2 separate regions of the Xenopus laevis genome follow, and region 2 is linked to region 1. Evidence: chromatin contacts called from public Hi-C data. All regions are on one chromosome and are shown on one strand. The core of a region is the stretch at or near the end of the contact, and the rest is flanking DNA. Distances in the headings are between cores, read along the strand shown. Region 1 holds the start of gls2.L (glutaminase liver isoform, mitochondrial). Region 2 has its middle 54 kb from the start of baz2a.L.

The links. A called contact is a pair of places that touch in the nucleus more often than the background predicts.
Region 2: a contact with region 1 is called in a Hi-C map of the XTC cell line, with 4 times the contacts expected there. The contact joins the enhancer-like site here to the promoter of gls2.L in region 1. A contact is called at or near these places in 2 of 4 Hi-C or Micro-C datasets (the XL177 cell line and the XTC cell line).

What each region holds. Positions count from the first base shown.
Region 1 is chr2L:145,534,644-145,537,962 of Xenopus_laevis_v10.1, forward strand. It overlaps gls2.L (glutaminase liver isoform, mitochondrial), which reads right to left and starts at 1,654. Exons shown (of 18, transcript XM_018247423.2): 1 at 984-1,654. The coding sequence starts at 1,138.
Region 2 is chr2L:145,648,280-145,651,598 of Xenopus_laevis_v10.1, forward strand. No RefSeq gene overlaps it. Among protein-coding and RNA genes, the nearest start is that of baz2a.L, 54 kb to the right of the region's middle. Within about 2 kb of position 1,727, at least 1 of the 7 cell types and tissues checked has an H3K27ac peak or open chromatin away from gene starts, as enhancers often do.

The sequences.
Region 1 (3,319 bases), core at 404-2,903:
TGCTAATAACTTCAGGTATTAAAACAAGTTAATCCCCCAGTATTGAAATTATGTTAGCCACATTTCCTCTAAGCCATGTGTACACACAAGCTGGGAAAAAGGCTGGGAAGCAGAACACACAACCAGTGTATGCCCATATCCAGCCAGCATCACCTTCAGTATAGGCTGCATGTAAAAAACTGATTTCAGTTAGGGATGGTTACCTGCAGGCCTCCAAAACATCATATAATACATTAAATCAAAATATATTAAGTATATTAAAATTAAGAAGAACATTCAGACATATTGGATATTGTTATAATTTGATTGATATCAAATACAGTAAAAGACAGGCATATATTGTAACGCATCTGATATATATTAAACCATGGTCAGATTATGATAGATAACTGCATAGCTACTTACATGGTAGTTATGCCTGAAAAAGGACACATTCACTGGACATTTTAAAAATGTTAAATTCTAGCGAAGTGAAAATAGTCTCGCTTCATGGCAAATTGCAGGAAAACAAACACTATACTAAAAATATATATTCACTATAGGGGCCAGTATAAAAAATTATGCACAACAGGCATGTGACTGAACTAGGAAGAATAACAAAGAATAATGACAGCGGAGAATCATAGCATTAAAATACTGGGTCCATAATACTGCGTTATTACAGAACACAAATAGGAACCAAGGTTCCCAGTGTGGCTTCTAGTAAGTGCACTATGCTCTTCAAAAACATATCAATTTCAATAACCATCCATACCACCACCATCCATGGCCACAGATCATTATTAAAATAAAATAAAATCCCAATTGCTGGGCTGTACTGATGCAAATTGATCAAATGATATGCAATGTGGCCCTTCCAGCTTCGGATAAAAATGCCCCTGATTTTTCACATAATCTAGTAACTGTCCCAGTATAATATTGTGGAATACCCAAACATCATCAATGAAACATGGAAGTGGGAACAGACCCTATTTTATACTTACTGGCCTGTGTTAGGAAGAGCGGCTTCTCCTGGCATCCCAACGCTGTGGTCATGGTTAAGGTGCCTGGCAGGAACATGTTCCTTTCCTGATACAGAGGCAAGAAATCTTGGGAGTATCCTCAAGTCTCCCACCTTCAGCCTTTTGAGCAAAAGCATTGCCGCCTTAAGAGAGCTGGGAAAATACTTATGAGTCTCAAGGAGGAAGACAAGTAGGAAAGCTGGACAAAAATGTCAGTCATGAAATACCACAGTGATGTGCAAAGAGCAGAGTGGGAAGCAATAAAGCGCAGATGAGCTTGCAGGCTTGATTCTGAAGTAATCACAGGGGGGTAAGGCTAGGTCTTTCCAGTTGTTGCTGTGAATGAATTCAAGTGCCATTCATGGGGGGGAAAAGTGTTCACAGAGTCTTAGTTTACACTAAACAGAAAAAAAATCCACCTGGAGAAGTGAGAATGGTCCTTAAATGAGGGATCTCAGCTAGCAGTTACAAGAGACTGCTTTGACACAGCAGTTGCAGGTAAAGTTTCATTCAACAGCAGCGGGGCTACAATCGACAACACGCCTACCAAAATCTTAAAACTTCCATGACCACATGTTTTCAGTTTCAGGGTAAATGTCAGAGCACACTAGTAAATTTTGGTCACTGTAAGGGACTACGGCTGTTACATTGCAGCTATTTCTAGACCAAGTGCCAAGCCTCCTACAAAATGCCTCCACAAGTATCCAATCAGGGAAGAGGAGAAGGTGGGGCTAATCTGGCAATAACTCAAGCAGGGGCAGGTGGGAGGACATGGAATCTGTGTTCTGCTTCTGAACCAAGCAAACGCCCCCTGGTCTGTGTCATTATATGCTTATATTGCCTAAGGCACCTGCACGCTATGTGCAAACTCAGTCATGTGGAGTGAAAACCTCTCAGGTTACCACAAGCAGTCTATGCACATGCCTCCAAGACAAGGGGTCAGCAATCTCATGTAGATTTTCCTTTACATATTAATCAACAGAAGCTCCTGTTTCCTCCAAGATTGGAGGTTCAATACCATAAATCACATGGACGCAAATTTCTGGTGAATTTCAACATTAATGATCAAGGTGCAAAACGTGCAAAAAGTTTGTACAGTAATGTAATAAGACGTACGTCTATGAAGGTTTTCATTCATCCAGGTCCAGTTGCTCTAGATTTACTTCTACTAGATAATGTAATAAGACATACACCGTAACTGCACTGGCTGCCGTAAAACGGCACCAGAGTTACTCTGTTGCAACTGCTCAGTGTGTGTGAGTTATTACATGGGTAGGAATCACCGTGCCTGGGAATATCTCACAGCATATACAACTATATCACCACCCTGGGTCACTGCCTGGATGTTTCTAGCCAAAGTTGGGTTGTCACTACTTTCAGTAAGAAAGTAAAAGTAAAATGCACTGTCTTGTTATTATAGAGAAAAAGGAAATCATTTAAAAAATGGTATTATCAGCTAAAAATGGAGAAATGACTTTGTGTTTTTCTAGGGTTTTTTGGATAAGAGAAAGGGCAGCACACTGCTACAGTACTTGCTTATGGTACACGTTAAATAATTTAAATAATACAGAAAATACCAGCAAGATTTTCTGTATGGATTCCAAAAAGTGAATTCAAAACAGCTTGAATAGCTTGTGTGTACTGATGGGCACGGATCAGCCTGTCATTCTGTAGTACTCCTGTAAATAAAGCTTTACCACATATTAAATTAACATGTGAAATAAGAGGTATCTGTGTTTAAGAAGATTTGGGGGAGGGGGCTTGAATCCTTACATATTAAAATAATAAAAAGCAATGCTGGGAATTATGACTGTGCTATAAGCTACCTGTTTAATCTATTCCCATGGCTGTAGTAGTATTACAAGTAGTGATGAGCGAATCTGCAAAATCGCAGAAAGAAATTTGCGAAACGGCAAAATTTCTTTGTCCTAATGCATTAAAGTCAATGAGCGTTTTTTTCTTATGGCGACTTTTGTTCTCCAAATGCATTAAAGTCAATGGGCATTTTTTCTTATGGTGACTTTTTTTCTCCAAATGCATTAAAGTCAATCAGGGGAATGTAATAAAAATCGGTAAAGGAAAAAATATTTGCAATGCAAAAAGTTATGCCTTTGCCCAAACAAATTATGCTTTGTGCAAATTTAATAAAGCTTTTGCGAACCAGGAAACTGTTAGACCATTTGCGAATTTTATAGTTTGCGCCAGTGCGCAGTAAATGTAATAAAACTTCTTACTGAAAAAGTCTTTATGTTTGCTCCATAAGATTACGACACCTTCAAGCACTTCTTAAGAATGCGCAATTAAAATTTGCAATGTGC
Region 2 (3,319 bases), core at 477-2,976, 110 kb after region 1:
GGGGTGGCATTCGCGGCACTTCGTTTTCCGAAGTCGCCCAAATTGCCTCACGAGTAAACTTCGGGCGACTTCGGACAACAAATCGCTGCGAGTGCCACCCCCTGGCGATTTTTCATTATAGCTGGCGGGAAGGCAGTTCAGGGAGATTGTCACCCCGAAGAGGAGGAGATTTGTCGCCGTGACGACTAATCTCCCCGAATCTGCCCGTGTGCCCTTACCCTAAATCTACTGTAAAATCATGTAAACATTAAATGAACCAAATAGGCAGGTTTTGCTTCCAATAATTTGCTATATCTTAGTTGGGATCAACTACAAGCTACTGTTTTATTATTACAGAGATAAGGAAATACTTTTTTAAAATGTGGATTATTTGGATAAAATGGAGTCTATGGGAGACGGCCTTTCTGTAATTCAGAACTTCCTGGATAACAGATTTCCAGATATCAGATTCCATACCTGTAGTAGTTTTAAGGAAATGACTGACAGACATAGAAGTTGCTTATGCTGCTACTTTACCTGGTATTTGTCATTTTTGTCCACTTTTATTTATCAATACCCTGGAGACACAAGATCACACCCATGTGTTGGACAAGCAAGTTTATTATTCTAGATCAAGGTTCTCTTAGATTGCCATGAGACAAGTATTTGCTCTTTTAAATCTTGGGCATGTTGGGGCCATACAAATCTGTCGAACGGTGGGTTAGTGTCCTACTGTAGATCAATAAGGAAGGGGTAGGGCTTGTGTTCTCCCTCAGTCCATTTGCTATTAGCAGAATATGAAATAAATAGAATTTCCCAGCAAGGAGGATTCAGATATGTGACTATAAAGATAAAGATGGTAGATTAACTCTCCAGTGAGAATATCCAAGCCCTTTGCTGGAAACCAAGCCAAGGATGCTCGCAAGTTACTATGTTACATTTGTATATATTTTGCAGCTTGAATTGGTGCTTTACACACACGCGTCTGTTTTGTACAGATTTGTACCTTGTGCGCCAAACATTTATTCCTTTCACTCAATCGTCTTCCTCTCTGTGTCCGATACCATAAAGGGGCTTGTGGCTAAACAGCCATGTGTAAAGCTTTATTCGCTCACAATACGGAGGGTTCTTTTTGGCTTCCAAACCATTCTGTTGCTGCTAAACTTCAACCCCCCCCCATAAATTAAAGTTAAAAAAACAAACAAAACTGTAACAATGAGATGATCGTGAGGTTGAAGCTGTTCTGAGCAACTTGTGAATAGTAGAGAGAATCAGCAGCTGATGTAAAGTGTAAAATAGAAACGGTCCCCTTTAGAAAGCAGGGGCAATAGGATGATGCAGAGCTTTGAAACACTAAGAGCCTCTAGACAGGAAAGGGAGGAGACTACTTGCCCTTTCCTTACTCTGACATCACACAAACACTTTTTGTAATTACATTTTAAGAGTTAAAATTAAGAAATGTTTTTGTTTTGTTTTTTTTGCTATTGATTTTTTAGTTGTGTTTCCTTTTCTTGCCGTCGCTGCTGGAGGACAGAAGGCTTTTGTAGATACAGGGTCCAGCTAAATAGTGCAGAATTCACGTCCTCTAGTGGGGAACGGGCAACAGGACAAAGTCCTTAGGGCAGGGACAGGCGACCGTCTGGTGATCATCTACGTAACCCTCCTTCCTCTTGCTGCTTGGGTGGAGCAGAGACATAGAAGCGCAACACAACCCTGCCACATGTTGCCCAGCTCTGCTGTACGTGTCCCAGTTGGCCGACACCACCTAGTATGCTTGGAAGAAGGATGATGGAGGGCGTACATTGAACACCCCCTCTAACTCTAACCTGTTCAGGCTCCTAGCAAAGCTGGGATGGAAACCGCACAGGCCCAACACTGCAGACATGGAACCTACTCACTATCACTTATCAGGAACTTGCTGAGGGCCAGAAGAAGGCAACCTGTGATTGGTTTTCTGTACAGGAAAGAGGAAAGTCTTCCAGTAGAAATTGTCTGATTTATATATACATATCCGTTTCAATGCGACAGCCATGCTGGGCTGTACATACCTTTTCTGCCTCCAGAACGGGATGCAGGCAATTAACCTTGGCCGGGTGGACCATCCTATATCTGGTGTGCTGGAAAGGACAAGGTGCCTTGGACCTGACATGATAAAAGCCTCAAAGTGTCACATAGTAAACACCGTGTCAGGTAACCGCAAAATCATCCATTTACTGTCGGCCATTACTGGGGTTCCCCATCCGTCACTGCATGCCATTGGCCCAGGAACTTTTCTGGCATGTCAGGGGTTACATATGGCTTCCCCCCCCCCCTAATTCTGACACAGTAAGTGAATTGACTTTGCCATCAATAAGTAAATTGTCATGTGTTGCTCTTTCACTTCTCGGTCCCAAACAAAATAATGTAAAATAGCTTGTCATTGAACCATTTGTACAGATGTTTCTTCTTGTTTTTTTTTCCTTTTTAACAATTTCCATCCACTGCTTCTCTGCTAAAATCCTTCATTTTTTTTTTTGCAATGATTTTGTGAAGTTCCAATTTGAAAAATACCTTTTTGTTGTTTTTAAATAAAAGAAAATATTGCCAACTCCAGAGTCTCGTGTGTGTGATCTGTACCAATGAGAGAATTCAGATTATGGTGATATTGTACCCGCACAGCCACCGTCCATTGGAGATGGTCTTGTATAGTGGAAATTAGAGCTGCCCAGACACTCCACTGGTTACATCCATTCAAAGCTGACATTGATTTGTCTTTTATGGGATCTATTATTCAGAAACCCATTATCCCGACACATACTTCCGCTAAGACAGCGCTCTGTGATTTCTGCATTTCTAGTTAGAGCTCGATCCAAATGCCTAGTAACGCAGTATAACACCAGAAACTAAAAATAATGACATGCACCATAATGTATTAATTCTATCCCTTTTTTTAAGGGACCCAAATAGTCATATAAATAGCTTTGCAGCCCCAAATTGGTTTAGAAATAGTTAAGGATTGTTTATGCTTAGTTGGAGAAAAATTAATTATATTTAAGGGGATCATGGAAAACCACTGGAAACAGCCTGGTGACATTTTTGGGGTCAGCACCCGTAAGTTATTCCTATTCTTGCTTCAACTAGTAAATGTTTTGCAGTGTAGACTCAGGGCCACCATTGCCAAGTCACAGGTAAGCTTGACATACAACGGTTGATAAAAACTGCTGACTCTGTCCTTGCAGACCAAGTCAGCAGCTTACTTGCCCATCAATGCGCTACCTGACCAATATATGTCAGATATCAATCACACGTGGTCCTCTTCTCCTTTGGCCCAGCTGTATGATCCAATCTTTGGCACCCATGC